Linked DNA regions of Hordeum vulgare: region 2 is linked to region 1. The links are chromatin contacts, called in public Hi-C maps. All regions are on one chromosome and are shown on one strand. The core of a region is the stretch at or near the end of the contact, and the rest is flanking DNA. Distances in the headings are between cores, read along the strand shown. Region 1 has its middle 160 kb from the start of LOC123401730. Region 2 holds the start of LOC123402281 (inorganic pyrophosphatase TTM1-like).

Region 1 (4,022 bases), core at 457-2,956:
ATCATAATATAAGTTCTAAGGGTTATAATATATGCGGTTAGTTCACGATCTTTTCTTAAAACTTGACTACCTGCTAAGCTTATATGCAACAACAAGAACAAAAAGTTTGTAGAAGTTTTCTTTATCACTTTCAGTTTATAAACTGAATTATTTAAGGACAAGCAGTGAGTTAAGTTTAGGGGAGTTGATACATACCCGTCTTATCTACTTTTTCAAACACTTGTGTTTTTCTTTTGGGCTATAATTTGCATGATTTAAATGAAACTAACCCACACTCATATCGTTTTCAGCAAAACTATCATAGTATTATTTTTTATGAAAAAACAAAAGTTCTCAGAATTGAACGAAATTTTACACAAAGTTATACTGGAATATATAAAAAATACTGATGCAAAGAACTACTAGAGGGGGGCACGAGAGAATCACAAGCTCAAGGGTGCCCGAGTGAGCTTGTGGGTTCCATGAGCCTCCAGCTAACCTAATTTCACCTCTAGATATACCGTCTTCCTGAGAAAGAAATTAGAGAGAAAGTTTCATCGCGTTTTATGATGCGGAGTCGTTGTCACCTCTTACTCTTTGTCGGGATGCGTGATCCGGAGTTCGTTCGGGTCTCCGGAGAGGGCAAATCATCATCTTTCTCATCATCAACCATTCTTCATCAACAACATCCTGATGTTTACCATGAGGAGTGAGTAATCTCATCATAGGCGTACTCGAGGTAGATGGAGATGGATGAAATTCGTCATGTAATCGAGTCAATTTGTTAATGCTTGATCTCTACTATCCTCGTGTGAGATTTATGTTGCTATGACTTTAATATGCTTAATACTTGTCATTAGGATTCGAGAAACATGATCTCCCATTACTCCTCCTTGCGCTCACTACGGGGTCAAGTTGAGTCGGCCCATGCAAACAAAAGAGAAATCATACGCAAAACATCTGCAAAAAAAAAAGCACTCTACGCGTTTTAAACTCGCGCAATTCCACAAATGTACGAGCTGTGTTGACCACCCGAGCTACTTGCCTTTAGTGACAGGTAACAACGCCAATTAAGTGATAACCATGTCAGCACGCTATTTATTGCACATAATTGTACCAATTAATATTTACTAAATTATTTGGTTAAAAAATCATGAATTTGAATGTTTCATAGATTTCGAGAAAGGTTCATCGATTTTCAAGAAAAGTTCACAATCATGAAGCAAAGTTCATAAATTTGACAAAAAGTTCATGAAATTTGAAAAAATGTTAGTGTATTTAAAATTCACAAAATTTCAGAAATGTTCATTAAAATTTCAATGAATTTGAAAAAAAGTTCACCCAAAAAATCAAAGATTTTTTAAAAAGTTCATTCGATTTGAAACTTTTCAATAGATTTGAAACATAAGTTCGTGGGTTTTAGAAAACAAAGGTCATCAATGCTTTTTAAAAATCTCAAATTTTCAAAAAAGTTCATAAATTCGAGAAAAGTTCATGGTTTTCTGAAAATATTTTTTTATTTTGAAGAAACAGTTCATCATTTTATAATTGCTCATTTATTAAAAATAAATAAAGAAGAAAAAAATAAAAAAAATAAACACAAACAAGAGAAAGTATAAAAAGAAAAAAAGAATCTGTTGTGCATAAGTTCGAGATGAACATGCTGGTCTCGAGTTCGGCTTGTCGTACTGCGAACCATTTTTTGCACTTTAGCAGATATAAGAAAAAACGCAAAATGGGTCGGCCCATCTTGAGGCAGAGGGAGTGCGCTCCAAACGCCCGCTCGCGAGAAGACCTATAGCTGGCGCCTCAAACGCCAAATAGGAACTACGAATTCTAGGCCTTTAATGCTCTTGGAAAACAAGATCTTTTTACAGACTTGCAATGGCTGGGTTGCTTGGAATACCCTATTTGCCGTTTGCTGCATCCAACTGCCGGCGCTTTGCATAGGAGAGCGACCGAGCAACGAGGCAACGGACCGGTCCGTTTAACCGTTCCTACGCGCTCCGGTTTTTGGAACATCCAGCCAGTTTTTTTGGTTTTGGAGAACTTCTAGTAGGTTCCCAGAACCGGTTTTTTATTTGTTCTGTTTTTTCTGTTCCTTTTTTCTTTTCTCCCATTTCCCCTTTTTCAGTTTCCTTTTCTTTTGTTTATATTTATTTTTTATTTATTTAAAATCCCGGCATAATTCAGGAAAAAATACGGTTTCAAAATTTGTGCACAATTCGAAAAATATTTACGGTTTGAAAATTCATTCACAATAAGGAAAATGCTTACGATTTTAAAATTTGTTCATGATTTTGTAATTTTGTGTACAAATTTGAAATTTTCTCATGTTTCAAAATTGGTTAACAATTTGTAAAATGTTCATGGTTTTTAAATTTGTTCACAATTCAAAAAGTGTTCCAACTTCATAAAAAAATCCCAAATTTGAAAATAAATACGTTACAAAAATTGTTCACAATTCTAAAAAGGTTCACCATTTCATAATTTTCTTCACGAATTTGAAATTTATTCGCAATTCGAAAAATGTTTGTGGTTTCAAAATTTGTTCGCATATATGAAAAATGTTCAGAAATTTATAATTTTGTTCATGAATTTTACATTCGTTTCTGTTTCCAAAATCGTTCAAATTTGAAAAATGTTCAAACTTTTACAATATTGTTCATTAATTTGAATTTTGTTCATGTTTACAAATTTGTTTACAAATCAAAAAAGTTGTGCGGTTTCAAAATTTGTTCGCAGATTTAAAAAATGTTCACAATTTTATAATTTTGTTCATGAATTTGAAATTTATTCAGGTTTCAAAATTTGTTCATAAATGAAAAATGTTTACCATATCACAATTTGTTCACAATTCGAAAAATGATCACTATTTTTAATTTTGGTTAATTAATTTGGAACAATATTCTGGATTTTCAAAAAATGTTTTTGTTTTACAAAAACTTCTGCTCACACTTTCATAAATTGTTCAAGTTTTCATAAAAAATGGTTCACGAATTCAAACAATATTCACCTTTATGTCACGACTTCAACATTGCTTGCAATTTCCAAGAAATATCTTCCAAAACCTCAACGGTATTATGTCTTCTTATAGCGTTTTGACCTTTGATGTTCAGGTGGTGCTGTGTGGTGGAATAGACAGTTGTGATTTTTATCAATTATGAGGTGGCGGGTTCAATTCCTTAGAACCGCTGTTGATTTTTATCAATTTTTTGTCCTCGTGACAAGAAACAAAACAGCCGGCGGTTTGGTGGGATGGCCCAGCATTATGTCGCCCCTGTTAATAGGGAATTTTCTGTTCGACGGAAAATCCCTATTTGTCGTGCGTTGCGTCAAAATGCTGCAGCTTCGCATAGGAACCTTCTAGACATTTTCAGGATTGTGCCGGCCTGTTTAACCGTTTCAGTGTTTCCGGTTTAGATGTTTCCAGCCGGTTTTTTCTGATTTTGGGAACTTTCTTGAAATTGTTCTGGATTTTTAAAAAAGATTTGGATATTGAAAAAATGTTTTAGAATTTTAAAAAAGGTTTCATACTTTGGAAAATGATAGAAACTTGAAAAAATGTTCCAGAATATAAAAAAATGTTTTAGAATTTTAAAATGTTTCGGAGTTTGAAAAAATGTTCTGCTATTTGAAAAAATATTCTTGGATTTCAAAAAATGTTCCAAAATTTGAAAAAATGTCCAGAATTGTGAAATATATTCTGGAATTTGAAAAAATGTTCCGAAATTTGAAAAAATGTTTTTACTCTGGAATTTGGAAAAATGTTCCGAAATTTGAAAAAAATGTTCTGGAATTTGAAAAATGTTCCGGAAATTTAAAAAACGGTCTGAAATTTTACAAGAATTTCTGGAATTTAAAAATGTTTTAGAATCTGAAAAATGTTCTGGAATTTGAAAAATTTCTCTGTATTTGAGAAAAAAGTCTGGAATTTGAAAATTGTTCCTGAGTTTGAGAAAACTGTTTCGCAACTTGAATCTTTTCCAGAATTTTCAAAAGATTTTGTACATATTTTACATATGTTAGAGAATTGAAAAAAG
Region 2 (4,022 bases), core at 1,038-3,537, 390 kb after region 1:
CCTGATGTCCATCTGATCATGCCATGCAACTTTTCAATTTATCCCATAGGAATCCGAAATGTGTTTATAAATGTACTTCGTATTTTGTGCCGAGATGCTCACGTCTCTGGCCCGGCGGTTGACTGATTATCCTGACCACTGGTTCCCAGAGAATCTATTCCAAGACTCCAAGTCCTGACAAATTAGGAATATTAACATTTCCCGTCAGGATATTGTTGGGCAATTCGCTTGGCGATAGGTCCATGATGTATCCAGGAAAAAGGGATACTTAAGCTATATAAACGTAGACACCCTACAAAAGATTAACATGCGCTTGACTCAAACATAATACTATCAAATCTTATACGCTGACGAGGGTGAGAAACTAAGAATCATGGCATCAAGTCGTGTACGCAGAGCCGAAATCATTTATCATAAGTGGTTTATCCTCTTTTTTCTAGGTTCACTTTACAATTATTCAACTTTGATGTGCTGAAATTTCTTTTATAATCTGTTGTAGATAAACTTTGAAATAGAAAATGGTTAGCCAAATGTTAAAATGAGCATCAACTCATTAGAAAAATATAATACTACCATGTTCCTCATAGTGCAAAATATTATCCATGTGAACATGGGGAAATACAAATCTGACATCGGTCCAAATGTGGCCAAAATTCTGGTGCCACCCATGCTACATCGAGATTTTTGTGCATGTTGAGGGTTGTCCTATTTACAACTTATTGAAGTTACATATAAGTTATATCGATGAAATTTATATGTATTTTAGACTGTAGACTGCTAGTTGATTTTGATAAAAAAAAACACAAGATTTCTACTGGAAGTTAAAAGATAATGATCCAAAAACAAAATTGTAAAGCTATTCTTTTAAATGACAACGCCCAAAGAAGCCAACCTGAATGGTCTGGATTTGTTGATGAGTAGGTTTGAAATTTACTTCTCATGAATGTGATCACATCCACCACACGGCATACCACATATAAATCTATCTGGAAAGGCATCACGACCGGCTTATCGCTTCACGTAACATTTGTCGTTTTCGTTGCCTTTTTAACTAAAAATTGTTTGCATACACTTATGGCAACAAGTGTAGTCGTGACCATATATGCTTCAATGCACATCGTTTTTTTTAATCAAATTGTGCAAGTTTGATAGTTTTTGGTCGATGCATCTTAGCTTAATAGCATACAAGAAAATAGCGCCCCCTTTATTATCATCTCTCATGGTGTTGCTTTCTTCATAATCACTCCATGTGCCACTCTCTTACATAACACTCACGACAAATAATCTTTTCATAACCCTCAAGGATATCCCGGTAAGACAAAGTTTGATATTTCATTCGTCTGACTTGATTATTAATATATATTTTCAACTTTGTTCAACAATTTCATATTGTACCACAAGATTTTGCATATATTTTCACAAACATATGCAATTATATGTCATCTACAAGAGTTGAGTTAGTTGTCTAGAATTCTTTTCGAAGGAAGTTGGTTATTTCTTCCCCGTTATCCAGTGGCGGGGCTTCATGTGTACCTACGTGGCCCTCTCCCCCCAAGCTCATAGGAATATGTCCATTTCATAATGTAGTGCATGCAATTTTTTGTTAAAGTCAAACCTCACAAATTTTGATCAAGTTTGTGAAGAAAAATATTTTCATTTAAAATGTCAAACATATATCATTAGATTCATCGTAAGATGTAATTTTATATTTTTACATATTTGTTGTTGTAGATACACATAATTTTCTCCATAAACTTGATTAAAGTTTGTAAAATTTGACTTTAAAAAAATTCTACGTGCACTACATTATTGAATGGAGGGAATATATTAAGGTGGTGCCACTATAGAAGAGTTTAATCCCGGTCTCGCCACCTAAGTTGCATAATGATAAACTGTAGAAAAAGTAGTATCATGATTAAAGATGAATAAATCGAAAGTTCTCACATAAAATATTTTGAATAATGTCATTCATAAAAATAAAATACTCGCTCCGATATATTATTACCTATTTTGGATTTGTATACGTACGGATATATCTAACATTAAATGTGTTTAAACATGTTTAATTATATTTGTATCTAGATAAATCTAAGACAAATAATATGAATGGGGAAGGTACTTCTAATATCATGCGTGTGCAATTTCTGTGATGGTGTATGGAGCAAGACGAGGACAGGCGATATCCGGCAATCATGACAAAAATTTCCATTGATGTTCGACGCCTGGCATACGCTGTGAGGCTTCAAAAATATCAAGTGCATATATAGAAACCAGCCTGCGCGGAGCCCTAAAGGAGCACAAACGAAGCAGCAAAAAAAGGCAGGAAACTATTCCTCTCTGGATTGCGGAAACAAATCACGGAAACCTAGAAAGAAATCGTCTACCCGTTTTTTTCTCATTCTTTCTGCCCCCAAAAAACAGGCTCCGGATCCGAAACTCCCATCCAGCTGCCAAAAACACCCCTCCCCCCTCCCCTCCCTTCCTTCCTCCAGCTTCTCCTACTCGATCGAAGCCGAGCAGCGGCGCCTGACACGGAGAACAGGGGCGACCGGAGCCCTTCTCCCCCGCCTCCGCCCCTCCGGTGAGATACCCTCCTCATTTTCCCGATCGTCTCCGGCCTCCCCGCTTCTCCTCCCGCCGCCGCCGCCAAAATCGCGGCCTCGCCCCATTGCGCCGCGGTTCTCCTCCTCCCCACAGGACGGCGCGGTTGGTTCCCGGGACGGACTCCTCGAGCGTGGGCTCCTCCCCACGCCCCTTCAAATTATTCTTGTGGAACTGAACCCACACGCCCCACGTTAAGGCCCGCCCGCCCGCCCCTGCAGCTCTGCGGCGGGTTCATGCCTGGATTACTCGCGGGTTTGTTTGGTAGTAGTAGGTTAGTTACCCATCTGCGAGAGTTGGGTACCTTGTCATTCAGTGGACGACAATTCACGTGGAAAGTTTCAGTACCTTGATGTAACCTGCACGGGGCCCCGAAGCCCATCCCCCCTCTAGTTGCAAGGTCCCTCTCCTGTCTGTCCCGTAATAGAGTTCGGCTGCAAGGTCCATGTACTGCCTGTCCCTTGTTAGCTGTGCTCGTGTCGTCCCTCACCTGTGCGCAAAGGATTACCAGTAGACTAGTTAACTGTGTCCTGTCTGTCTCTTGATAGATTTCAGTTGCACAATTGTCGGGACGGTGAGAAATTCAGCAATCCCAGAGACGTGATGATTTCAGTTACAGTTCCTTTATTATGTTCTGGTACACAACATTTCTTTCAGCATCTCATTGTTGACTCTTGATACTTAAGGTTCTTTGTTGCAGGTTAAAGTTGTCTTGGAGACTTCTTTTGAATGGAGCGTAGTGATTCCCTGTCCGAGTCGCCAAGGAAGCGGAATGGCCTTCTGCGAGACCAGGTGCAGCTGGTGAAAAGGAAGGACACAAGCCGCTATGAGATCGTCCCCTTTCCAGAGCCACTGTCTTTTGAGAAAGGCTTCTTTGTCATGATCCGCGCCATCCAGCTCCTGGTGCAGAACAATGAAGGGATAATATTTGTGGGAGTTGCTGGCCCCTCTGGGGCTGGTAAGACGGTGTTTACCGAGAAGGTCCTCAATTTCATGCCCAGTGTTGCTGTGATATCAATGGACAACTACAATGATGCAAGTCGCATAGTTGATGGCAATTTTGATGGTAACCCAACTTATCTGGATGACTACTTCTTTTATAATAGCAAGATTCATGTAATAAGAAATATGTATAATTTACAGTACATAATCTGTGCATTATCTTATGGTTCTTTACCTGGAACCACATGTCTCTGCAGTAACAATAACTTAACTATTGCATATGATTTAATATAATGGAAGCATTAGTAAGTTTTTGCAAAACTGTATTCATCGAGGCAGTGGTGGTGCTAAGTGCTAACTAGAGTAACTGATGTTTGTATTTGTAATTTTTTGTCAGATCCACGTCTAACAGACTATGACACACTGTTGGAAAATATTCATGGTCTGAAGGAAGGAAGGTCCGTTCAGGTTCCAATATA

Evidence for each region. Hi-C and Micro-C count contacts between places; a contact is called where the count stands out from the background.
Region 2: a Hi-C map of leaf shows a contact between it and region 1, with 2.8 times the contacts expected there. The contact joins the promoter of LOC123402281 here to the enhancer-like site in region 1. A contact is called at or near these places in 2 of 6 Hi-C or Micro-C datasets (leaf and seedling) and 1 of 1 datasets of contacts at active chromatin or transcription factors (embryo).

Annotation. Positions count from the first base shown.
Region 1 is chr6H:465,340,440-465,344,461 of MorexV3_pseudomolecules_assembly, forward strand. No RefSeq gene overlaps it. Among protein-coding and RNA genes, the nearest start is that of LOC123401730, 160 kb to the right of the region's middle. Within about 2 kb of position 1,707, at least 1 of the 3 cell types and tissues checked has open chromatin away from gene starts, as enhancers often do. A contact at or near this core is called in leaf, where this site is marked.
Region 2 is chr6H:465,732,321-465,736,342 of MorexV3_pseudomolecules_assembly, forward strand. It overlaps LOC123402281 (inorganic pyrophosphatase TTM1-like), which reads left to right and starts at 2,288. Exons shown (of 12, transcript XM_045096183.1): 1 at 2,288-2,581; 2 at 3,288-3,667; 3 at 3,941-4,022. The coding sequence starts at 3,331.